4 separate regions of the Mus musculus genome follow, and regions 1, 2 and 4 are each linked to region 3. The links are chromatin contacts, called in public Hi-C, HiChIP or PLAC-seq and promoter capture Hi-C maps. All regions are on one chromosome and are shown on one strand. The core of a region is the stretch at or near the end of the contact, and the rest is flanking DNA. Distances in the headings are between cores, read along the strand shown. Region 1 holds the start of 4930558J18Rik (RIKEN cDNA 4930558J18 gene). Region 2 has its middle 88 kb from the start of Gm22371. Region 3 holds the start of Spats2l (spermatogenesis associated, serine-rich 2-like). Region 4 has its middle 56 kb from the start of Gm22371.

Region 1 (6,260 bases), core at 793-3,292, 400 kb after region 3:
GACTTTGGATTTCTAAGTCGAATCGTTAAATAGGTATTTTCATTAACCTGGATAAGGAAGGCTGCTTCAATAGATTTTCAGTTTTAGAAGGCTACTAAATATCCAAAGGAAGTAAAGGCATGCAATTGGTGAGTTCATAAACACCCGCTAATGTCTAGACTAAATAAATGCCAGGCTCGTGAGCATGGAGGCAGTATGTAAAGTCACGAGATGGAAAGAGATCACTGAAAGAGTAGAGTAAAAAAATCCCAAGAGTGGAGCATGAGGCTACTTGAAGGTGAGAAGGGGCTGGAACCTAACTAGAGTTATTCCCAAATTTCAGCTTGATTGAGGCCCTCTGACTTTTATATCTGAGGCACTTCAATGGAGAGATTTAACATCTGCATAGACTTCATAGCTAAGAAGTACAGAGTGGAATGGGAAACCTGGGTGACTTGGCATTGAAGCTTTGGGATGCACGGCCTTCCATTTCTTTTCCAGAAGACCTCATGCTCTATAAAACCCCACACTCTGAACATTACCATTCTGTCATTGTCCCAAAGGCTGATGATGGGAAATGAAAGATGATCCTCAAACTATATCTAGAACACTTTAGGCCCTACTTAAGCCAGGTGGATGTTCTGTCTGGAACACTTTTACAGCAGAAAGTACTCAGCCACCATCACCACCACCACCACCACCACCACCACTGGAAGGCATGAAGTAGTTGGTCACAAGTCGCAGGAAGCAGAAGCAACACACTTGTTTTCAATCTGGGAATAAAGGCACCAAAATGAGATTTTCTTGAACCTAAATTTGGGTTTTTGCTAGTTTCCATTAGCAGTCAACTAGTCAAGTCAACTGATTTGAGAGAAAACAGCAAGAGAAAATAGATTTTTTGGTGTATCATTTTAAAGCACCAATTTCAAAACAATAACAGTTTTCTAGTATGAGGAAACCATCTAGCTATATTCTAACTTGAATATCTACCCTAGTGCTAACAACGCTCTGGGATAATTGATTTTCAATGTAAATGCCAACTGTATCTGCGCTGTCCAACGGGGTACAAGCAAGTCACCTGTGGTGACTCAACACTTGGCAATACAACTAGTGAGACAGAGAACGCTGCCTTTTCATTTTAACTTGTTCAGATACTCTCACGCGGCTAATGTATCCACTGCACGATGCAGTTTTACATTAAAACCCAGCTTCCAGGACAGCTTCAGCAAAGACGTATGTCTGCAGCTATAAAAACCAGTAACAGGAAGCACACAGATGAGTTGAATTCAAATGGGCCTCTCAGTATCATTAGCATTCTTGACGATTGCATCCCTTCCACTGCTGTGTTTTAGGGTTACTGGAAAGGTCACTTTAGCAACGGATGTATTTTATTTGGTCAGTCAGCGTTTTCTAAACAGTCCAGTGCCCAGCACACACACAGTCCTCTGAGAGCAGGCTGGAGCTGTGCGTGGCTGTCCCACTCCCTGTCGCGCCTCTCCTTCCACCCAGTGGCACCTGGACTGACAGCCGCTCTCTGGAGACCGTGGCCCTCCAAGGCCCCTTCCCCGGATGGGGCTCTGGCAGGAACGGGGGCGCGCCCCGCACCCCCATCGTATGAGAACCCGTGTGGGCGTGTCGGGGAGGCCTGGCCCCGCGTTACCTGCACGTCCCCAGGGAAGTAGAGGACGTGGTGCCGCTGCTCCGGGGAATCTCCTTCCCGGGATGTCAGCAGGAGCAGTTCGTTGCTGCGCTGCGGGTCGGAGCCCGGCACCGTGGAGCGCTGCAGACGGTGGCTGTCCTCCGGGGAGCCCCGCTCACCGCCGCCCGGGTTCATGGCTCGGGTCTGCAGGCGGGACGCGGAGTCTCCGGAAGCGAGCAGCGGCCGCAGCAGCAGCAGCACCAGCGCGGGGGACCGCAGACGCCGCGACCCCAGCATGGGCTCGAGCCGCCAGGGCCGCTCACCCGGCAGCGAGGGCGGGGCCTCGGCTGCCCAACGGCTTCGGTCGCCGTGACGTCAGCACGCCGCGTGCGTCCGGAGGGAGGGGGAGCGGAGGGCGCGGCTGGAGGAAGGACGTTTGTGGTTGGCGGACTCAGCCCCGGCCGGGAAGTTCGAACGGACGTGGAAGAGCCCGCAGGTTGGGCCCATGCACAGCAGCAGCTGCTCAGGGTCAGAGTTTCCTCGGGTTCTGTATAAAAGCTTTGGTAGGTTCATCCTCACGGTGAAGATGTGTCTTTGTTAATTTAGTCCAAGGTAAAGAAGAATGGTTCTGAAAGTCTTGTACTTGCTCAGAATGAAAAGAATCCCCTATGTCCCGAAGTTACCTAGTTAGGGAATTTCTGGCTCCACACCAAGTCTAGCACATTCCTAGTTGGTAGAGAGAGAGAGCTGGACACTTACCTTAGGGAAGATAGAGAAAAGGCCTACTTGTTCACACATTTACTGTAGGGGTGTTTACAGCTTATCGAATTTCCGATTTAGGGTTTTGAAACCACGTTGAAAAGTATAGGAAAGTCGTGGAAATAGCAACTTCTTACTTAAAGTTGTGTAGAAATAGGACTGGGCCAAATTTATGCTAAAGGTGGGAAAAGTGAATCTTGTTTTAACATTGTGTGTGCACATCGGACACGCACATGCATCTGTTTGCTGCTGTGGGCTTGAAGTGACTTTGGGTGTAAAGGAGATTCCTGGAAAGAAGTTGAAACTTGAAGTTTCTGCAGGAGTGATTAGCTGATTAGAACTTAAATGACTGGGGAGAAATTATGTTGTAAGTTCAAACCCTGATTAAAAATTATCTTGAGCTGTCTTTCGCTCTTTTAATTAATAGCCTTTCCTAGCTAACCTGTGTACCTAAACAGCCAGCATACTAGTGAGTATCAGATGAAACCTTTGAAATGTATTAGCTTAGCTTCCACCAGCCCAGAAGCTAAGACTTATATTAGAGGCCTATAGCAGAAATTTTCTGTCTGTTATCTTATTTTCAAAGTCTTAAATTATATAATATTTTCTATTTTGATACTGTAAAACTTGAGCTAACTGATATGTGGCTCATCTTTAAGGTGAGAGCAGTTTTTTTGTATCACAGTACATTCCTCACACTCCATCTTTTAAAATTTTTTATTGATTAGTTTATTGTTTGACAGCATCTTGCTGAACCTGAAGCTCATGGATTAGGCTAGACTGGGCTAGCCAAGAAGCCCCCAATGGTTTGCCTGTTTCTAACTTCCCAGCTACTGGGTTCTCTGTTTTGTGGATGCTGGGGATCCAATTCAGCCCCCATGCTTTGGGGAAAGAGGCAGGCACCTTACCAACTAGGTCATATCCCAAGCCTTATTCTAATTTTAAATTTCTTGTATTTGTTAACAAAGTATAATTGCTCTGTACATTTTCTTAGTGTCTTTATAGAGGTATGCTTTACCAATTACTTTGACAAAAACTGTTAGATTCTATCTGACATAATAAATGTAACTGAGGTGTTTTGATTGAAAATGGCCCCCACAGACCCATATTTGAATACTTAGTTCCCAGTTCATAGAACTGGTTGAGAAGGGCTCTGATGTATGGAGTTCTTGGAGGAAGTGTTTTTCTGGGGATGGTTTTGGGGATTTGAAAGCCCACACCATTCTAAGTTTGCCCACTACTCCTCCATCCTTGTAGGTCAAGATCTAAGCTCTTGGCTACTACATTAGCACCATGTCCTACACTAGCACCATGTCTGCCTGCTGCCATGCTCCCCACCATGAGGGTCATGGACTCTATCTAACCCTCTGGAACTATGAGCCCACAGTTAAATACTTTCTTTTATAAGTTGCTTCGGTTATGGTGTTTTATCACAGCAATAGAAAAGTAAGATACAAACCAAGAATAAATTATTTAATTCCTACCACAAAGTAGATTGATTGCTTTATTAAAATAGCTAGTTTAGAAGCAGAGGTCAGGATAGAATCACACCAAGGAAGCTGATCTTCACTTTTGTTTTGCAAATCATGTTTTCCCAGGGTCTAGGACTGTTAAGCTGTAGTCTACAAGTCCAAATGTGGGTGTATATTGCTAATGTAGCTTTTGATTCTTGTGGTTTTGTTTTTTCAGGTTGACTGATTAGTGAAATAATCATATGCTGAAGAGAACAGGAAGTACTTGTGTTTAGAAAAAAAAGTAATTGCAGCAAATGCTAAATATCTCAAAGTAGGCTTAGTATCTCTAAGATAATTGAGGCCTTTGAGAAATACAAAAGAAGAACCGAAGAGCAAAGAAACAAGCTGAAGTAAGGAGAGCGCCCCACTCCCCAGTCCAAGATTTCTGCTGCCCTACAGGAGACATGTTCTTGGGAAAGCAGCATCTCTCTCAATTCGTCGTTAAAGGTATGGGTGTTGTTTATATGCTATGTCATAGACTCTGTAGCTACTTCTTATATGTTTCCTTGTTATTACCATAATATTTTCTCTCATCTTCATCTTCTCCCACAAAATCAACCCTGATGATTCTGATCTTTCTACAATCATCCGTACAAGTGGACTCTACTTTCTTGCCTTTTAGTCTTTCTCAGAACCAGACTTCCAACTCAATAAGAGGTGTTACAAGAACAAAGTTACTATACCCAGTTGAGTAAAATGTCCTCTTTTCTAGTTCTTTGTGATCTTCAGTTGGCATTTTATTGTTGGTAGTGTGCAAACCTCTACAGCCCATATCTGGCTTCTTCTCAGTTCTCAGAATGTTTCCTGATGAGTCCTCGGAGCACCATGCTCCTCAATATAATGGAAAAAAGTTGAAACTTTAAGGACTCCCAGAAAGACTAAGTTCATCATAAAGGACAACAGAAAGAGAATGAAGCCATTTTATCGTAATCAGTAGTAAAACTGGCCTATCTCATGTAACAGGAAGTGAAAGCCTGAAAAACTAAGGGATTTGTCACAACTGAAGAAGTAGCTCACTCTTCATTATGAGGCAGCTGTAAGATGAAGGCAATGCTCTGCCCGAATTTCAAGTCTTTATCTGGATAAATCAGATACACAGATGTTTATTGCTTGCTAACCTATAACTGTTGATATGTAATTTGACCAAGCCAGCCCAGTCAGTCAACAGGTTCTCCAGAGCAGGAGTGAGGATTAAAAAGAAAAGAGACAATTGGACAACATTGTATCGTGACCCCAGCCAGTTCTGAGGCTGAGGTGGGTTTATTTTTTCCCAAACTGCTTTTATACCATTTTAATTACATGCAAGTAATAAGGTTAGTTCTAGATTGAGGAACAGCAAGCTAATAAACACAAATAGTCAAGGAACAAGCAAGGCAATAAAGTCCTGTGGTCACTCCTACAATCACTGTTTCTAAGGGCTTAACAGGATGACCAAGATATCTGAGCCTACATCCCTGTCCTAGCCCAAAGTCAGATTCCTGCCTGAAGCCTACTTCTTTGTTCCAACCTGAAATCAGATTCTTGACTGAACTTCCTTCCCAGTCATTGGCCTAACGTAAGATTCCTGCCTGAAGCCCATTCCATTGTCCTTGGCCAATGTCAGATTTCTATCAAGCGGCTCTAAAAGCTCTCCACAGCAATTAAATTAATTTTGTATCAAATGTTTGCACAAGTCAGATTTGGTTCATAGGCTACAAATATTTAACTTTTCTGGTTGAAGATTACAAATGGATATGTAAGACCAGGAGATGAAGAGAAAGAGATAAGATCTTTAAATGTGGCTTCCTCTAAGAGACAGAGAAGGAAAAACTATGGGATTTAATTGAATCCCAGTTGATGTTCTACCAAATACTTAATTTTTTTAAATTAATCTTTGTTTTGAATGATGATTGTGGGGGTGGCTGTGGTAGTTATAGTGGTTGTGGTGGTGGTGGCGGTGGTGGCAGTGGTGTGTGTATAAGAAGCCTCTGTACTGAAACTAGACCTTGAGAAAAACAGACAATAAATGAGATATGTCACTCTAGCATATAAATTTGCCCCAAACATTCTAAATGGAGTGAAGATAGAGAATAAATCCATTTAGGGATTTGAAAGCATATTTTGGTAAGTTTCATTAGCTAAAATGACAAATTTTACACTTTGCTTTCCTGTTGAACACACATTTTATTAAAATATAAATCATGTGTGTAGCGATAAACATGCACTCACCCACCAAAGAGCTATCTGGATTCATGAATGAAAGACATACACACACACACACACACACACACACACACACACACACACACACTAATTAATTTTAAATATGCCTTGATTAGCTCAAAGGCTGGACAGTTCTAATTCTCCTTGCTGCTAACAAACACTCCCCT
Region 2 (6,637 bases), core at 2,311-4,810, 260 kb after region 3:
TTTGTTTTCCTTAATATTGATTATTTAGCATTGTATATATTTCATTCTAAGTACTGCTCGAATTCTATCCCCCCAATTTTTTTGTTTTGTTTTCTGAGACAGGGTTTCTCTGTGTAGCCCTGGCTGTCCTGGAACTCAGAAATCTGCCTGCCTCTGCCTCCCAACGTGCTGGGATTAAAGGCGTGCACAACCACTACCCGGCTTATCCCCCAAATTTTAATATGCCATGTTTCCATTTTTATTCCATTCAAAATGCATTCTGAGTTCATTTTTTGATTGCTTCTTGGTCCCATGCGTTTTTTAGAAGTGTGCTACTTAGTGTCTCAATAGAAGGAGATTTTCCTGTCCTGAGTTCTTTCTCTTATTGATCTCAGATATAATTCTAGTATAATCAGAGAATGTGTTTTGTATGATTCAAATCTTTTAAGACCTACTTAGCCTTTTTACAGCTCAGAATTCCTATGTAAATAAATATTCTGTGTGCATTTCAAAAGAATGTGCACTTTGATGCTGATGGTAAAGAGCTCTGTAAATGTCAATTAGGTTATATGTCTTTTTCAAGCTCTTTAAACCCTTACAGAAATTTTCAGTAGTAATTGATACAAAAGTATCAATTACCATTAGAAGACTTTGCATTTCCCATGTAATCGGGAAGGATCTCATTCCCTCTGCAGTTCTACCAGCTTTTTGCTTTATATATTTGGAAGCTTCATGATTAAGCACATAAACATTTAGGATTATTAAAGCATCTTGAATTGATTCCTTCAGCATTATGAAATAACCTTTACTTTCCACAGCAATAGTTTTGCTCTGAAATCGACTCAATTTGTTGTTAGGTTTATCACTCCAGCTGTCTTTGGGACACCATGAGCCCAGGATATCTCCCACACACTTCTGACCTACTTATATCTTTATAAAATATGTCTGTCACAGGTGGCAAATATTTGAATCTTGCTTTTTAATCCAATAGGAAAATCTCTGCCTTCTTACTGGAGTGTTTAATAGTTATCAATGGCTACATAATGAATTACTCTAACTGTGGCATGCTTATAGTAAACACTTATCATCTCATAGTTCCTGTGGGTCAGGAAGGCAGATCCTGCTCTGGCAGGGCCTCTGGCTCAGAGCTCTAATGTGAAGAGAAATTAATAGTTCATCTTATGTAAAGAAGAATGGCAATCCATCATTTTGTTTTATATTCTATGCAGGTTTATTTGTTAATTTGGCATTCTATCCTCTATTATATGCAATCTTTTTCACAGTCCTCACTTCTGACTCATTTCTGACCCCATGCAATCATTTCTGTTTTTGAAAATTATAGGCGTCGTCTGCCAGAGAGTTGAGTATCTCCTAAATGTGCTGAAATCTGCTCTGCTGAACTCAGCCATCCACTATTGCAGCTGAAATGGCAGCTCTCGCTGGGGCTCCCCTGAGGAGCTGGTGTGCAACATGAGACCTTAACTCATGCATGTGTTGAATATTTGAATTGTGTGGGATGTTCTGCTCTGTTGGCAGGGAGAAAATCATGTTCATCATTCAAAGATACCAATTGTCTCAGTAACTCCCAGAGTGTAGAGCCCAGAGCAGCACTGATAAAGGCTGATGGCAGCAGCGTGGTCCTTGCCCGGGACCAGTCTTTGCATGGTTTGGCCCAACAATCCTGTTGGGCCATACTGTGTTCTCTCATAAGTCACTGCATTCTCTCCTAAGTATCCTTTCCTTTTCCTTAAATATCACATCTTGTTTCCAATACTTTTATAGTATGAATTCCTTGATTTTTAAATCCCCGCTACCCATTCCTGTTTACCAACCAAGATAAACAGTGTATTGCAAAAGCAGTAGAACCTCATGAACGGAAGGAGCAGCAATCAAGGGATGTGAGAGAACAAGATCTATCTGGCTCCTAACAGGAGCTTGCCTCATCAGGGTCCCAGCTCTGGGATGGGTCAATGCCAACCATCCTCAACATTGGTCTAGCCAGCTCATGAGCGGGCCAGAGGAGGGCAGCACATCCCTAAGGGTGGCCCCACAAAAGTAAGAGAAATGGTTCATTAAAAGGACATTGGGTGTCATTGTCTAAAAGAAAATGGTAGGGTAGGGAACAGATTCTGGGTAGGAAGGTAAAACAAAACAAAACAAAACAACCAAGCAAATGTTTAGATGCATAGACACAGCATTTAAAAAGAATTATATGTAAGCCTTAGTAGCTATTCTTCTGTTTCCAATTATGAAACTCAGAAACAGATCCACTTTTTCATCCTGGTTCAAAAAAATCTGCTGAATGACGTTTTAAAGAGCAAACCACCTATGGCTTAGGAATAACCAAGTCAGGCGTGGTGGCACATGCCTTTAATCCCAGCACTCGGGAGGCAGAGGCAGGCAGATTTCTGAGTTCAAGGCCAGCCTGGTCTACAAAGTGAGTTTCAGGACAGCCAGGGCTATACAGAGAAATCCTGTCTTGGAAAAACCAAAGGAAAAAAAAAAAAAAAAAGAAAAAAAAAAAGCAGAAAGCAGGAGGCACCTGGGAGGTCTCCTACTCCAGGAAAATACAAGGAATGACCAAGTCAGTGCCACAGATGTGTAGGTCCGTGCAAATCTTGTCTACCATGCCTGCTTTGCAAGAGTGTGGAACACTCTGACGAAACACGGAAACCCAAATGGGAGCCCACAGGAAAGCATCTCCTTTGCTGTTTTCAGCTGCAGGCAGGTTAGCAGAAATTAAAATTTTCAGTAGCTTACCCAAGGCTACTGAGGGACCATTAGGTTTTCAAGGATTCCATAAATTTTCTGAAAGCACTTTGGTTCCATTTGGAAGGGGGAGGGAGGGAACCCAGCATGGGAATATTTTGATCACAGTTGCAGAGTGTGAAGCCTTATTTAACACTCAAAGGTCATTGCGCTGGTTTATTGGAGGGAATTTCGCTTTAGGTTGGGAAGTTACAGGAGACAGGGAACTGCCATTGAGGTGGGTCTGTATTGTTGGAGGTCTGCTCTTCAGGCTGTCTAGTCTCCCTCATATTGTTTGTTCTGTACTAAAGAGTTTTGGAATGAAACCACATGACAGCTGTTTCCCTCTGAATCTTCTCTGGAAATAAGATATATATCTCATGTGGCTTTCCCAGAAAAAAAAAAAAAAGGATTTGAAATAAATAAATACCCCATCTGTTACCATCCGTCAGTGTTCCCTAATCTCTGCTGATTTCTCTGTGCTGGGCTCTCACACTGTGTGAAACTCAGTGGCAGGCAGCTGAGGTGTGGTGGCGCCCCTGGCAGCTCTCCTCTGACACAGTAGTCTCTCCAAATTGTGTTAGTCGAATGTTATGGTAACACATCTCTTCTGTGTACTGCTTTGAGCAAAGTTATGAAAGCTGCCGTTTAAGGGACATTGCCAGTCCATATCCTGCACGAATGATTTCAGGAGGAAGTGACATTTAGGTTGACTTGTAGGGACAAGTAGGGTTTGTTGTGGAAAGACGGGGCAGCAGGGATGGAAAGGAGAGACCACTGTAGGGAGTTCCAGCTTACACTGAGGGCTACAGAGAGTGATCGCTTCTGCAGTGTCCTATGATGCGCATGTGTGGGCTGGGGCAGGGTATGAACATGTGGGTGAATCTACGTGAAGGTGTGTGGGTGTGAGAGAGAGAGAGAGGGGGGGGAGGGGGAGGGGGAGGGAGAGGGGGAGGGAGGGGGAGAGGGAGAGGGAGAGAGAGAGAGAGAGAGAGAGAGAGAGAGAGAGAGAGAGAGAGAGAGAGAACATGTATTTGGGGGTGGGTCTTGGATGAGACGCCTAGCAAACAATGAAGCTAGACTGGATCTTGTCTGGATCCTTGATGGATATGGGTGCTTTCACTTCTTTGCAAATAGAACACTTTTCATTCACAACCTCTGCTCTCCACTGGACCACAGATGTGAAACTGGCTTCAAATGTTGACTTTTTTTTTGAACGTAAGACTTTAAAAAGAATAGCCTTGTTCAAGATCAGGCCGGACTCCTCACTCAGGGTGGACCCGGAAGCTTGAGTCTACACTACTCAAGGTCGTGACTGGGTGGTGTTTTCCTTCCTGACAGCGTGCTCCAGATCCCAGTCTCACACCCCTGAATGCTTTCCTTGCTTAACTGACTGCATTATAGAACCAGGATGGGTGGATTCCTACTTATTTTGATTTATTGAATTTTTTAATATTTTACATGTAGCGTGCTTGCCCTTAATTTACAAAGAATATGTATGGGATGATTAAATCTATCCATCTTTAAATAACAAAGCACACAGTAAATTAGGTTGTCCTTGACTTATACAGCATCCTTGATTAAAATTTGGGCAAGTCAGTGGTCCTCAGGAACATGAAGGTATCTCTATGATTGCTGGTGGCACTGCTAGAGATTGCACGATAAACAATGTGGATGCAAAACTATCTGTAGCATTTTTTTTTTCCTGAGGAGAGAGGGCAAAGCTCAGAGAGCACCCTGGGTGTTCCAGGGCCCCTGGCTCCACTGAGGTCCCTGTCTTTGTTTTCTCCTTTGGCTCCTCACATAGTTCTAATTTATGCTGGCTTGCTACTTTTTTTCCCCCCATGTATCCTTGTAAAGCTCCTTAAATCCTTGATGATACAAGGGAGGTTTTTAATTTTCAAAAAGAAATAGTATGAAAAAAAGCATAAATTGCACTATGCACTATATATTTAAGAACTGAGTGTCAGCATCATGGGGATTTTAGCTCTTTTTAAAGTTGAAGGGCTTAAGGCTGAAAATGGAGGTACCCTGCCTGGTCTCCAGGGTACCAGGCCTGTGTTTCCATCACACCCTACTGTGTAGATTATTTGCTTTTAGGACATGGAGAAATGTGTTCAAGGATCCCAAAGAAGATACTACATATGAAAAGGGCTTCTCTCCATTGCACTATAATTCAACAAGGACCCATCTACAGCTCGTTTCACCCCAAGTGCAGATCCAGGATGAGCCAACACAACACCTTGATCTACAAGGAGGAGAGCCAAGGTGGCTGAGTAGCTTCCAGGTGGAGCTTCTCTACGGACTGTCAGGCAGCAGGCAGAACATGACTCTGCTTTACGATCAGGCCAGACAACGGAATCAGGGAGAATAAGCAACCTTTTACAGGGCTTCTGAGTGGCCCTGGGACAACCATTAGGGCATGGATGCTCATTTGGACTGTGGGGTAGGGTAGTGCTGTAACACAGCCATATGAAATCATGCTGCTGTGAGACTGGCAGGTTTGAAGAATAACAAGGGAATTGGGCAGAGGGTTCTACATCCTATGGAGTTAGAACAGGGATTCTAAATCTAAACCCTCTATCTTGTCTTTTCTTTTCCTCTCTTCTCTTATATTTTATTTAAAGGAAAAATTGCTCTCTATGAAGGAAAAATATTTGCTCATAGGTCTTGGTTTGAAAAACACCAATTTATGGTATACTTTATTTAAGAGTAAGTGCTGTTTGTAAGGGCAGTCCTGTGCACCTGTGTATAAAGCAATACATTTATAACCTGTGTGTTGTGCTATGCTGTGGTAAATGTATATGCACAATATGTGTGTGTATCTATAAAGAATATGTGTGTGATGATATATACCTGTTGCTATGGTATCTGACTTGAATGTGGTATTATGCTGCACATACACGGTATGTATGAAGTGGTATATTGCTTGTGTGCTTGTGTGTAATATCTGTGTAGTATATGGATACTTCACTCCAATTGATTTTATTAAACACAGTAACTTTCTTGGATCAGGAGCTAGCATGTTTGTAACGTCTTTCGTTCCCTCCTTCCATTGAAGCTGTCATAAAGAGGAAATCCAGGTATGCTCTGGTGACTGTTGCATACTCTATTTCAACCTGAGAAGGAACTGAGAATGGTGTAAGATGACCACGCTTTGGGATGGGATGGGGTGATATGCAAGCACATGACATGCTCTGGATGGAGTGATATGGAAGCAGGTGAGGCAGATAGGGGACAGAGTTGCATCTTCTTCAGGTGCCTTAGAAAGAGTGAGCCTCACATGAGAGAAGAAAGCTAACCTTTGAGCTGCAGAAACACATCTCCCTTATTATAAGACAGAGAAATGAGGCAAAAGAAGGCCATATGCTGTGGGGGTGGAAGCAGAGCTGCAGCTTGGTCAGTGGAGAGCGATGTTGTGGCCCTTTCTTCTGGTCACGAAGTATCTGAAGTTGTTCTGTGTCTATGCTGCCTTTCATACAAAATGCCAAGAGGATAGATAGGAGACATGCATATCACCAAAGTAAAATTTTATAAGAGATATAAAATAAAATAAAACATATTAACATACCATGTATACTATAGCCCAGAGACAAAGCCCTTTTGCAACCTAGTGAGATTTTGGAGAGTGACCAAGGCATCTTGGTAAAATGCAGGTCCTCACTGGGACTCACATTTGAACTCAGGTTTTATCATCTGTTTCTAATGTGTTCTCAGGGCATGAAGTGGCTCCTGAGCCATGGACCACATCTTTTTGAGTAAAAAAAAAATTTTACTATATTAAGAAAAAAATCAAAACCTGTTCTTTTCATAGATTATTGAGTAGCTTCATAACACATAATTTGTCCAGTAATCTGTATCTTTATCTGTTACTGTACAATGTTGCTTATTTTGTCTATAATTATTAAAG
Region 3 (6,598 bases), core at 3,279-5,778:
TGAAGACTTGTTGGGCCAGAGGGAAACAGGCACAGACAAAGGGGAAAAAAGGAAAATGAGCAGGGCAGAGGGTAGAAGGGCAGAAGGGAAGAAGGCACAAGGGTAGAGGGCAGAGGGCAGAAGGGCAGAGGGCAGAGGGCAGAAGGGCAGAGGGCAGAAAGGCAGAGGGTAGAAGGGCATAGGGCAGAAGGGCAGAGGGCATAAGGCAGAGGGCAGAAGAGCAGAGGGAAGAAGGAGACAAGCAAAGGAACAGAGGCTCATGTTTTAAAGATGTAGGAAATAATAAAATTGGGGCAAGAGTACAAAATACATGAAAAACAGACTGGGAGGTTGGGCTTTATGCCAACCAAGGGCAGAAAGACAAGGTATTTGAACTGTAGGTGTCCCTTGTAAACTTAGAGTGCATTAGAAAAATATCCCCTAACTTGCTAGACATCAGTGCTTAGTCTAGTTTACTTTAAACATACCCAGGACACTTATATTGGCTTATTGCAGGACAAAACCATCTGACACAGGGACTAGTTTATAAATAAGTGTTTAATTTACACAATGTGTTGTGTACTTACATCTAAAGCCACTGGCAACACAGAAGAGGTGCCTGGACTTTCAACATTGCAAGAGAATCTTGCCACCTACAATGTTCATGCTGGAGAATTATGCAGCAATGCTAACAAAGAAATATTTCAAGTTAGTTACAGTTTTGTGTTGGCCCCCATTCAAAGCTATCCTGTACCACATGGGGCCTACTGGCCACAGCATAGACTGTTATTTCCTCTCCTGATGTCAGGGCTCACTAGAAACTGTAGCCCAAGGCTACTAGGCATTCCAAGAGAGTATTGTATCCCTTATCATTACCTCGAGGAGAGAATGGAAACTCAGAGTTTCCCGCCTAATATACATCACGCTTTCATCACACAAAGCTGAAAAGTCTTAAGCGAGGCCGTCTTCATTTGGGGAGCTTCTTGCATCGAGAATAGCAATAGCTTTGACTCAATTAAGCCCAAGCTCGCTGCAGACAGAGTCCCCGTAGAATATCTTGGAGAAGCATTCTCAAGAGATGCATGTTTGCAGGAGGTCATTGTGGTGAGAAAGCATGGGTTGGGGAACTCAATGGTAAAGAGAGGAAGATGAGGAGGGATGTAAAATTTGCCAGCAGACAGCAAAGGCTGGCCTGAGGGCACAGGCTCTAAGGAGTGAGGGACGAAAAGGAAAGGTAGGGCGGTCTACTGGCAGGAGCTGTCACAGGAAAAGGTTAAGATCTGATACAGTTTCTTATTGGAGAACCAGAAGGGACTCCTGGACCATGTGATCCAGAGAAACCATAACGTATTAAGAAACAGAAGGATCTTTCATCATCGAAGGCACAAGATTAGTATAAGCTGTGAGGAGATGCTGTTATCATGCCCATAGTCTTTGGTCTGAGACTAGACAACCAACATGAAAAGTCTGTTATGCAAGAGCTAAACAGGAATGGGGAGTTATCAGTACCACAGCTAAAGATCTGTTATGATAGAATGGTAGATAATGTTTAAGAATTTTTTATAAGAAAATAAGAGTAGGAGCTATCAAATAGGCATAATGGAAATGCTACATACTGTGGATGTAAACCTTCACAGATCATTTCTCTCTACTAAGGTGTTTAGGGGGTCCTAGCCATTATAATACACCGAATGGATAAATCCTGGTAGGAATTCAACATATGGCCTATTTATATAACAAGCTTCACGGCCCTAAATTAGCCATTTTGATGTGTTAAGGAAATAACACCTTCATAAGAGTTGTCTTCAAAAGAGGAAAGGGAATAAAAGGTTTGCTTTTCTCCTATAATGTTTACTGTTTCCTTTAACTCTTTGTATAATGCAAATTCCATTTTAATTGTGCAATTCCACTTGATGGTGGAGTAGTGGTAGAAGGACCTGATTAGGTGAATTACATTCAACCATTCAGCGATCAATGCACACAACCATTTATAAGTCTGTCCACATGGCATATGCCCTTACATCCTGTGTCTTACTTATAGAAGTTACTGTTTCACATACACATATAGATTAGATTATCATAGTCAAGTAACAATGAAAGTACCAGAGATGGTCACCAGGGAAGCAACAGTGACTAAGCAGTGTCTATTAGATACATACAAAATGTACTCTCTTGTCATATGGTGAGAGTGGTGGCAGCAGCCTAAAATTTGCCATAAGCAACTTCTACTTTTTCCATTTTATCAAAACCGGATCTGACACTTGGTATCCTGACTTATCTCCTAAGATGTTGACTGTAGTTCTGTAAAGATCCTCCAGGGGAGACCACCTTTGCCCTTCCAAAAAAAAAAAAAAAAAAAAAAAAAAAAAAAAACACCCAGCCATGAAGGAACACCCACTGTTAGCAATGGTACTAGCCTCTGATTGTAGACTAAAAATGAGGCATTTCTAAGGCTTAGCTGCCGTTTCCAAGTAGAGGTGACCTACGTGGCAGCGCTTCACTGGCTGCCATGCTGTGCCCTAAGTGTTTGTTCCTTTGATCACCTCTTCCCACAATGGCCACTTGAAATTAGTTCGAGCAGAGAAACTAGCAATTGACCACTTTGGTGGGGGGCTCCTCACAACAAAACAGACACAAAAGAAGCCCTGGCCATTTTGCCTGACTAAATTAGCACACTACCTAAATTGATTCCTAGGCACTCATTTAATATTTCAGAAATTAAAGAACAAAAATTGCCAATTAATACACCCCTTTCCCAGATGTTCAGTGTTTTCCCCTTCATCTCTTAAATATTCTCTGCATTCAAGTTAATTGTATTTTTATGCAAATTCCCCCTTGGAGCTAGTCGTGTGTGTGTGTGTGTGTGTGTGTGTGTGTGTGTGTGTGTGTGTGTGTGTGTGTTTAAAGCCATACGGAATCTGACATGATTTCTGTTCTGTTGCTCTACAGAAAAAGGTTTTTAACCCAGCTTGAGTTTATTTCAAAACTCTAATTAGAGACTAAAGTAGTATTTGCCTTGTCCAAATAGAAAATCATTCCCAAAGTTGATTTTTTTTGTTCCTGGTTAAAAAACCAACAAACATCAGATATACAGATTTTTTAAAGCATTACAGTTCCTTGATAAGACTGTCTCCCATCTTCCCAGAACAGTGCTTTCTGGTTAAGTAACACAATTTCATAAGGCTCATAAAATATTTTATCCAGAAGGCAACTTTTTAAAGAGTTCTTTCAAAATATTTTTTTCTACTACTTGAATAGTCTTTTTCTATTTCTGACTTCCTGTCCTTTCTTTTCTCTGCCATACTGCACATTTGCTTACTCTCTGGAAACAGAGTCTGAGTAGCAATGAATGCTCCTCTAAAACAAAATTGAATGACGGTATAAAGACCGCACGACCTTACTCTATCTCTGCACAAATTCTAAAATTTCCGTGTCCCTCTCCCCTTTAAAATCTTCGGGGCTGCAAAGGGGTCAGATACTTTAGTATTTTAAATAAGCAAGTGAAATATTACATGTGTTTTATGGAAGGAAAGGACGGCGCTGTGGTTGAAGTTCAAGGGTTTTTCGCTAGTCTCACACTATAGAGATTGTGCTGCACTCAAAGCAAAATGCTGTCTACAAAGAATCTTTAATGAGTGTGTCAGGTCTCCACAACCTTGGCACCTGCTAAAAACCAGGACTGCTGTGAGCCGAAAACCCATCAAGTTCACAAATGCCGACCCTACTGCGCACTGGAAGGCTCCACTCGCAAGGAGGAAGGAAAGGATGGGAGGTTTCCGTCGCATTCCCGTCCAGGTGAAGGCTGGATCCTTCACCCCGGTGTCCGCAGTAAACACGGAACTCCCAGCAGAGCGCCAGAAGCTCTGCTATCTCCCCAGATGCGCAAAACTCAAGTTGTCTCCGCGACTCAGAAACGACCCTCGCTCCGGGCTGCAGTCCGCGGCGCCCGCGGGCTCCGGGGGGCTTTTCTGCCCAGACCCTGCAATGACATCGCTCGGTCCGGCGGCCTGGGCGCCCCCTCCCGCCTGCCCTGCGCGCCCTCGACGCGCGCACGCGAACGCTGGGACCCGATCCCGCCGGTGCCGAGGGGTGCGGGGCGCTCGGGACCTGCGGCCCCGCTCCGGGCAGGCAGATCGGCGGCGCGGAGCTGGAGCGCAGGGGGGCGCCCGCGTGGAGCAGGGCAGGCCGAGTCCGCGATCGGTTCCGCCGCTGTCCCCACCACCCGCCGGGGGAAGGCAAGGACCGCGACCTCCGCGTCCGGTCGGCCAAGCTCGGGCCACACCCAGTGCCCCGGGAGGCGGCCTTCGGGCGCTCGGCTGGTCGATCGCCCCCACCCTGGCCACGCAGGCCCTGGTGAGCCGCCCGACCCGGGGACCCGGGCTTACCTCGTTGCGAGCGCGGCTGCTCTGTCCCGGGCCGGGGCGCGGCGCTGGCGGCCCCTGCAGCGCGGAGAGCGAGCTGAGGGAAAGCGGCGGTAGGGCCGCTGGGCCGCTGGGCAGGCTGGATTCCTTCACTGCCTCAACTCCGCGCCGCCAGCCCCACGCAGGGACACTCCCGCCCGCGCAGCCGCCCCCTCCCGGCGGCCGCCCGCCCCTCCGTGTCACTCACCAGGAGCACACACCCCGCCGGCGCCCCTCGCTCGGGCTTGCACACACGCCGCCGATCACGCCTCCCTGGGTTTTGTATCCGCTCACACGCACGTTCTGACACGGATCCTGTCCCTCCACACGCCCTCCCTAGCTCCTTTCCCACCCTACTTTCTAGAAGAATCCCCCATACAGCTTCAGCACTTCATTGGCTTGCCCCGCACCAACCTTCTCCCCTTCCCCTCCAAACCTCCACCTACCCTAAACTGCCCACTACTGTCCAAACACTGGGTACTACCCGCGTGAGGAGCAAGAGAATCGCTCTTCCCTACCCAGGAAAACGAACTTTGCTGCCCCAGCACCGTCTGCAAAGGCGAGATGCTTCTCCGGACAGAAGGTAGTAATGCTTTCTGGGAGTGAGCCAAGCTCAAATGTAAACAAAGATAGCTTATTCGGAAAAGCCGCGGAAAATCAGGCCCTGGGATGAGCTCTGGGGGCTCAGCCCGACCTTTGAAATCAGACTGAGCTGAAGTGTTTTGGCTCCTCGTCTTCACTCCGGGTCTCACGCGGGCATCTAATCGTGCGTGATCACCCACTGAGCTGCCCTGAGCTACCCAGTGGCAGCGGCTGGTGATGTTTCTGCCTGGGAGTGCAGTAGTTGGGAGAGGAAAGGCAAGCATTATTCATGATGGACGCACTTTAGATCGCACACCTCTTCCAGAGGCAGCAGAGGGAAATGCAGGCTGCTCTCAGGTTTATTTTTGAAGGGTAACTTCCTAGCCGCCCTTTCTCTGAGCAGTAACTGTTCCTTGGGTGAGTGGGGTGGGGGGCTTCCTGGCTCTCAGCCCTCTACAAATATCAAATCAGTCGGTTTCGCCTCTCAAGCTCAGAACAGCGGAATTGTATTCCATTTAAGGGAGTCGTTATTTGAAACGAATTACACTTTCAGGTAACATTCGGATCTACAATACATCATAGCCCAGTTGACAAAGGTCACTCTGATTAAAAGAAGAGATGAAAGGAAATAACTCATTTTCTTACCTGACTGGGAGTTTTCTCCCACCCCATAGGCTGGATTGGTGAATGAGTGTGCTTTATTTAGTATCTGATCCAACCCTTCAGATAAACTCAGTGGGTAGGTATGTTTTTTTTTCGCTTATTTGCAAATAAAGAAAGGAGACAAAAAGTTAAATAGCTTGTCTAAGTTTTCAACTAGTAACTAGAGGAAGAATTTGAACCCAGTCTGGCCCAACCTTTGTGCAGACGGAAAAGCCAGCTTCTGTACAAGTCAAGGACAAATGCCACCCTATTGCTTATTGAATTTGAAAGAATTAATTAGTAACTTGGAATGATTCAACTTGGAGTGTGGTGCACATTTCAGGGCTTCTTGCAAAGTAAGTCGTTTAAGTTTTGAGCGAAGGTTCCCCCATGACTAGAATTCCAAAAACAAGTAATAAATTATCGTTTCCCTCAGGATGGGCTTTGGAAATAACATTGAACTCTGGCTTCATTCCTTTCTTCTACCACTTCATAACCTTCCTGGGACTCCAAATCCAACTTGCTTACTGAAGTCTGACAGAAAAAATGCTTTCAAGACCAGAGGGATGAAAGGGTTTTCAGAAGCCAGGCCTGGCCTTTTCATATTTGAGGGTGGCTTTCCAGTAAGTCATACCTATAATAATAACTGCTTTGTGGGCCAAGAGCAGAGAAGTCAAAACGTGGGACTGATGTAAAAACAGAGTAACAGTTACCGAAGGACAAACCTGACTCCAGCTCATCTCCAGGGCGTGGTGGCCCTGCCCAGAAAGGGCAACGGTCTGAAAACCCAAAGGAAACAATGCTATCTTTCAGGAGTTAGACCCGGCGTAGCAAGAGAAATCAGACTGCTGAACGTCTTATTGAGAGTTTCAAATCAAACTCAGACCTTTGATTGCTCAAAGTAATTTGGTTTGAAAAAAAGTAAAACCTTAAGGTTTAAAGCACTTGCTGAAATATCAGTAAAAGCGTCTTGCACATCAAATAACTAACAAGAC
Region 4 (6,258 bases), core at 2,658-5,157, 300 kb after region 3:
AAGAGGTAGCTTTCCTGTATCAGCCACTCTACCACTGTTAGACGTTAGAGACCCCTGGACCTAAATACTAGGTGACTATTAAAAGTGGCGTTTGCCAGAGACAACTCTTGGGTGCATGTGCCTAAAGAACCAGTTGCTACATACCATTCAAAGAAGGAGCCCAGTTCTTCCCTTGAGGACCAGTGTTTTACCATAGGCCAGCCTGGTCCAAAACACCTGCTCAAGTTTCCAAATATACTTGCATTAATCAGCACTGACCTCAACTTCATTACCACAGATGAAGATCTGTGCTTTAGCCAAAACCCTACGTGTCATTTTAGTCCTCACACTCACGAGATGATGGGGTTTGGGCACAAGCTTGACTGCTTCTAAAATACTAGTGACTGTTTATGGAAACTTAATAGTTGCTTGTCAGACTCTTTTCTAGTGGGCTAATGTTACAGTCTTAGAAGAACTTATTAAGGAATAATTATCTTATCTGAATCTTTAATAGTCTTTGACCTCTTTTTTAGTGGCCAGCGCAGGGCTCCCTCAGAACTAACACTACAGGATCACATTCCATAGGCCCAACGGCTCTTCTTTACTGTAAAGTAAACAGGGGCTGGGGTTCAGAGAGCCAGAGGACATGCAGCAGAAATGTCTGATTCATCCTGCATTTCTCCAAGCTACAAAATTTAATCCTTCCACCATCCCTCCCTCATATTCTTATGCACTTTCTCATAAGAAGGGACACTAATTTTAATGGCTTTTTTTAGTCACTTCTTTGTGGTGTTTTGGAGTCAAAATAAAAGCAGAAAAGCAGATCATTGCATATTAAAATCTGAGTCCTGGGGCTGGGGAGATGCTCAGCAGAGGACTTGTGTTCAAATTCTCAGTGCTTAGAGGGAGAGCCAGCATCACAATTCACGCGTCTGTAATCCCGATCCTATGGAGGCAAAGGCAGGACAGTCACTGAGATTTTTCTGACCATCAGGCTAGATCCAGTTTCTGTGAAAGACCCTGGCTCAAGGGAATAAGGCTGAAAGTGATGGAGCAGGACACACACACACACACACACACGCACACACACAAATAATTACAAATAAAAATAAGGTTGACCTGTGTATTTAAATATATATATATATTATTACTTGATCAACTTCCTGCTTTTAACAGAAAACATCAATGGCTAGTACTTGGCTCAGGGATCCAAATGACAACTTTTCAGAATCAAATACAAGTTAGAAATTAGTGGAGTCTTTTGAATTTTATCTTTTACTTTTGCTTTTTTTTTTTTCAAAGCCTTGCCCTAAGAACAAGAATGGGTTGTGTAAAGCTGGAGGAGCCACACAGTATATAAACTTACTGAGTTTGACTTTTAAACTTAGCATAATTCACTTGCGAGCCATCCCAGGGGTGTGCACCAAACCTCGGATGCTCTCAGCAGGCTCTTCAGCCGTGGCTCACTGAAGAAGAGCTGGGTTCTCTCTAGCATTTGAGTGTTACAAATCAAGTCACTATGAACATTTGTGCAGATACCATTTTATGAATGTAATATTTTGTTTCTCTGGGATAAATGCCTAGATTTTTTTCAGCCTCTAAAAATCCAAGTACAATAGGATGAACTTATGTATCTGATCCCGTTCTCACAGAGAGCCTGGAGTCTGGCTTGAATCATTATCCTCACATTACAGACAAAGAGACAGAAATTATTAGCACTGACCAGCTATTCTAATGTAAGCTTGGGAGTTGGACTTCTCTGTCGGTTAAGGCCTTGCTTAGTCTTGAAGGGATCCCCTTTAGTGCCGGCTTCTCTGTACCTGGAAACCTTATTGTCTGCTCTGAGGTTTACGCAGATGTTTGGCAATTGAGATTGTATTGGCTTTGATATTTTTATTTAAAATAGCTAAATTCTGAACACATCTAGACTCCCATGACTTTGGAAAATGATCCAGATGTCTATTCTCCTAATTAAGAGCCGTGCAGTGGCCACAAACACCAACTGTGGCTGAGCAGGAAGTCTGAAAAGCCCGGACCAGCACTAACTAGCTGCCAGAAATCCTCCCTGGCCATAAGCTGCATAACAGCTTCCCCAGACACCTCTCTTCACTCCCCTCCTTAACAGACTCCATTAACACCTGGTTGAGTGTAAGGCCACACCACATGTCTAGTCATTTGCAAAGGGCGGATTTCATATTTGGCACCCCGATATCCAGCTGGCTGCAACCTGAACAAAAACAGGGAAAAAAACCCAAAACAAAAAACAAAAAAACAAGAATGACTCCCCGACTGTTTCATTTTATTCAAATGAGACACTCACTGCTTTTATTTTGCCAATGTTTAGCCGTGGAAGAGGAGATGAAAAGACTTAATGACTTAAACAGGGTGAAAAAAAAAAATCTAAATCCATCAATCCCAAAAATGTGCATTTTGGAAGATAGGGAGCCAGGCCAATTTAACAATATGCTAAACAGGTTAAACATTTCATCTTAGAATTCAATTCCTCAAGAGTGAAACATGAACCTTCCACTACTCCAGAGAAGACAGGAAGTGCTCTGGATCCATTATGAGAGCCCTGAGTTGAGCCTGGGGCAGACAGAGATCCACACGACCCAGATCTGCCACTTTGTCCTGCTAACTTTCCAGGACACTGGCTGGCCTCTCCATAATGACCTGGTACACAGTAAGTAATAGGAACAATTACAGCAATAACAACTGACATGTACTGAGTGCCCACTCCAGGCTAAGCACTCCAGGGGGTTCTGTCATTGGCACTTCATGATAGTCCTGTAAGGTAGGTGTTACTCTCTGTTTTGTAGATAAGGCAGGGAGGCTGAGACAGGGGAAATAACTTGCTTGAGATTTCACAGCTTTTAAGTGATGGATCCAGGATATAAGCCAGCATGCTTAATTATAGATTCCATGTTCTAAGCCATATGCTCAGCCTTTCGCTCCACTTTCCCACCAGAGGTATCTTTTTGGATAAAACTCTCTCTCAAAATATATGATATATATATGTATATATATATATATATATTTCTCCTTTGGAAAGTATTGTATAAAATGACCTTACAATATCTAGAGCGATTGATTATTAAGCACAAGATTGTCGTGTTTTATCCCACTCATTTGATTGTGTTTTCTGCCATGAGTATTTGTACTCCTTGTTTGTACATATGTTTCCCCGGGTTGTTAAAATGAAGTACTTTCAATGCCCTGACTCCTGGCTCTTGGTGGATTTAATAGTCACACAAGTGAGGCGCTGAACAGCCTTAGATTCCATCCCAACCACACTTCTTCAAAGGATGGGTCTTTTCATAAAGAAAATGGGGGTGTAAACAGATCCATGACAACTAAATATGTTAAGCGATTTGAAGACCATTTATTGAAGGTATATGATCTGGACACTGCTGTGCTAGATTTGTGGACAGTAAAAAGAAGCATGGTCACATTAAATAATACTTGCCACACCTGAGACGACCCACAGTTCAAAGAACAAATGTGCAATCCAGATGTTATGGGAAACTTCACATTCCTTTCCCTTCTAAAGTTCCCTGAAAGATTCCAGAGATTTCTACTTCAATATCACTTTTGAACCATAGATTCTGCCACCCCTGGAGTTTCATTTTCATTTTTTCTTTCTTCCTCATAATTGTTGACTTTACTCTGTTTCATACTAGCTGACAAGATGAACACGGAAAACTGCACTCAGACTTTGGGGAGAACTTTCACAGCAAGGAAAAGATAAGAGTTTTAAAAAGTGTGTGTGTGTGTTTATTTTTAAATTCTTATAGCAATTCTGGCCATTCAGGTCCTAGCATTCTACCATGTCTTGTTTTACTTTTCTGCTTTCATTGCTAACCAGTAATTTGTACCATGTGATCATGCAAAGCAATTCAGCTCTCCTCAGTGTGGCTCCTGGCTCTGCTGGATGCATGCAAATGCTCTCCAGCTGTTAGACTCTGGGCCATCTACTCTCATATCGATCTCCAGCACTGAACCAATATAAATACTTTTCCAGAAATATCAATCTTGCCACTCATCACTGGAGACTTACAAAGGGCAGGAACTGCTATGACTAGCTTGCATTTCAACAACATTTTTCCTTCTGTTATAACCAGTCTGGAAGGCTTGTGTGGAAGTATAGATTATGGGCTCAGATGGTAAGAAAGACTTGCAGGAAAGACCGAGATTTAAATCATGGAGGTGACTGTAATATAAGTGTAGCATGTAAATCGAAATGTTCAGATTAGGAGTCGCGAACCAAATGAAAATGTTTCTATTTTATAAGTCTCCCAAAATGTCATGTGCAATTTCTAAATAAGAGAAAAAAATCCATTGCAGTATAGAAACCCAAACAAGTGCCGTCACTCCAAACCTTGCCCACCAAATTGTCCAGCCACATAAGCTTACATGGCTGAAACAGAGCAAGAGAGGACTGTGCACTCTCTCTCTGGCTTTTCTCTCCTTCTTGATGTTTCTCTAAAAATTACAGAGGGTGCTGGAAAGATGGATTGGAGCCTCCTTATCTTGCAGAAAACCCAAATTGAGTTCCTAGCACCCATGTTTAGTGACACACATTGGTCTGTAACTTTATCCCCCAGCACACACAGACACCGACACACACACACACATGCCACAGACCCTCTGGGTCCCTGTGTCTGTGTGGAACGGGTCTCTAGTCACGGGTGGGCAAAGCGTGGATGAATGAGTGACAAACAGACACACACAGGAGAGATCGTGTGGAATCTGAGTGTAATTTTCAAATCGAGCATCAGACTTTTATGCAGAGGACAATAAGGAAGTTGGGTGACATATTCACAAGGTACAATTGAGGTAACCGGAATCTTACATAAAACAGAGGAATGCAAACACAAGAGGTCTAACGGGAACCACCTGGGATAGAATTCATTGATAACAGCTGGGATCAACAAGGGCTCCACCTAAGATTCACTAATCTTAGAAGCCAGAGTCAAGGGCTTCGCGCCCTTGCCTTAGTTCCTATTTTAGTCTCTTGTATAGTCCACCTTCCCCTTAGGCCATTGTAAATACGTGTGTATGGGTGTAACTCTGCTACAGTTCTAAGTATCTATTCTGGTTTCTCCCTTGGTCTGAAACTTCCTTCTTCCTTAGTGATGGTAAATTCCTGTGTAAGGGAGTGACTTACCTTTTACAATCTTACTGAATTCCAAGCCCATGATCTTGCTCAAGGACATTTCTAGGACTGTTGGAACACTGGCAGAAGGCTTTAGCCATGTCAGAATTCAATTTTAAAAAGCACTTATAATAGGAAAATACTGAAAGAGAGCACGTGGATCCATACACTAGACTAATGCGGGAATGGAAAATTAATGTATGGGTAGGGAATGCTAGACTCCAGGAGGAGAGCTTCCTTGAAACTCTTTTGCCTCGTGAGTGACTTTTAAGCCTTTCAGCTTGTCCAGCTGACTCTACCGGAGAGCGTAGCACACACACCCAGACACACACAGGTGCAAACACACACACACACACAGACACACACAAATACACACAAACACACATAGGCACACACAAATACACACAAACACACACAGGCACACAAAGACACATACAGACACACACACAGGCACACACATACAGACACACACAGGCACACACAAACACACACACACAAGCACACACAAATACACACAAACACATAGGCACACAAAGACACATACAGACACACACACATAGGCACACACATACAGACATAGATACACACAGAGACACACAGACACACACATAACACACAGACACACACAGGCACACATAGACACACACAGACACACAGATACAGACAAACACACACAGACACACACAGAGGCACACATACAGAGGCACACATACACACAGACACACACAGAGATACACATACACACAGATACATATATACACAGACACATAGACACACATACACAGACAGACAGAAATAAACATAAATTTAAATTTTAAAACATTTTTTAATAAAAAGGAAGGAAGGGAGGAAGGGAGGAAGGGAGGAAGGGAGGGAGGGAAGGAGGGCTAATAGAATGGAAACAAGGGAGAGAGCAAGGAAGGGAAATCAAAAAAGAAGCAAGTTTCTGAGCAGCAGACTCAAGGGCAGCAGCCATGGACAGAAGTGACTAGACAGGATAGGCTGTGTGATAGCAGCTGTTCCAGTCTTGCTCTCAGAATTGCTGTCTGCCCAAGAGATCAGTCTGCCATTTGCCAAATAAATGGAAATTTGAGTATTGATGAATTTGGAGCATCTATAGGATG

Evidence for each region. Hi-C and Micro-C count contacts between places; a contact is called where the count stands out from the background. HiChIP or PLAC-seq counts read pairs in DNA pulled down with a chosen protein or histone mark. Capture Hi-C pulls out chosen DNA fragments and counts their contacts.
Region 1: a contact with region 3 is called in a promoter capture Hi-C map of adipose tissue. The contact joins the promoter of 4930558J18Rik here to the promoter of Spats2l in region 3. A contact is called at or near these places in 1 of 484 Hi-C or Micro-C datasets (embryonic stem cells) and 3 of 9 other capture datasets (adipose tissue, liver and pancreatic islet).
Region 2: a Hi-C map of myocytes shows a contact between it and region 3, with 3 times the contacts expected there. The contact joins the enhancer-like site here to the promoter of Spats2l in region 3. A contact is called at or near these places in 9 of 39 promoter capture datasets (the 3T3-L1 cell line, 3T3-L1-derived adipocytes, cranial neural crest and 5 more), 5 of 484 Hi-C or Micro-C datasets (cerebral cortex, embryonic fibroblasts, myocytes and 1 more) and 12 of 115 datasets of contacts at active chromatin or transcription factors (craniofacial prominence, embryonic forebrain, embryonic limb bud and 6 more).
Region 4: a contact with region 3 is called in an H3K4me3 HiChIP or PLAC-seq map of embryonic limb bud, with 6 times the contacts expected there. The contact joins the enhancer-like site here to the promoter of Spats2l in region 3. A contact is called at or near these places in 11 of 39 promoter capture datasets (the 3T3-L1 cell line, 3T3-L1-derived adipocytes, cranial neural crest and 5 more), 1 of 15 datasets of contacts at CTCF or cohesin (large pre-B cells), 17 of 115 datasets of contacts at active chromatin or transcription factors (SST interneurons, craniofacial prominence, embryonic forebrain and 8 more) and 2 of 9 other capture datasets (embryonic stem cells and liver).

Annotation. Positions count from the first base shown.
Region 1 is chr1:57,373,326-57,379,585 of GRCm38.p6, reverse strand. It overlaps 4930558J18Rik (RIKEN cDNA 4930558J18 gene), which reads left to right and starts at 2,042. Exons shown (of 4, transcript NR_037999.1): 1 at 2,042-2,181; 2 at 4,067-4,338. It overlaps 1700066M21Rik (RIKEN cDNA 1700066M21 gene), which reads right to left and starts at 1,966. Exons shown (of 2, transcript NM_028546.1): 1 at 1,640-1,966. The coding sequence starts at 1,915.
Region 2 is chr1:57,507,479-57,514,115 of GRCm38.p6, reverse strand. No RefSeq gene overlaps it. Among named protein-coding and RNA genes, the nearest start is that of Gm22371, 88 kb to the right of the region's middle. Within about 2 kb of position 3,560, at least 18 of the 459 cell types and tissues checked have an H3K27ac peak or open chromatin away from gene starts, as enhancers often do. A contact at or near this core is called in myocytes, where this site is marked.
Region 3 is chr1:57,772,791-57,779,388 of GRCm38.p6, reverse strand. Spats2l (spermatogenesis associated, serine-rich 2-like) reads right to left here and starts at 4,528. Exons shown (of 14, transcript NM_144882.4): 1 at 4,365-4,528.
Region 4 is chr1:57,475,565-57,481,822 of GRCm38.p6, reverse strand. No RefSeq gene overlaps it. Among named protein-coding and RNA genes, the nearest start is that of Gm22371, 56 kb to the right of the region's middle. Within about 2 kb of position 3,907, at least 24 of the 459 cell types and tissues checked have an H3K27ac peak or open chromatin away from gene starts, as enhancers often do. A contact at or near this core is called in craniofacial prominence, embryonic limb bud and second pharyngeal arch cranial neural crest, where this site is marked.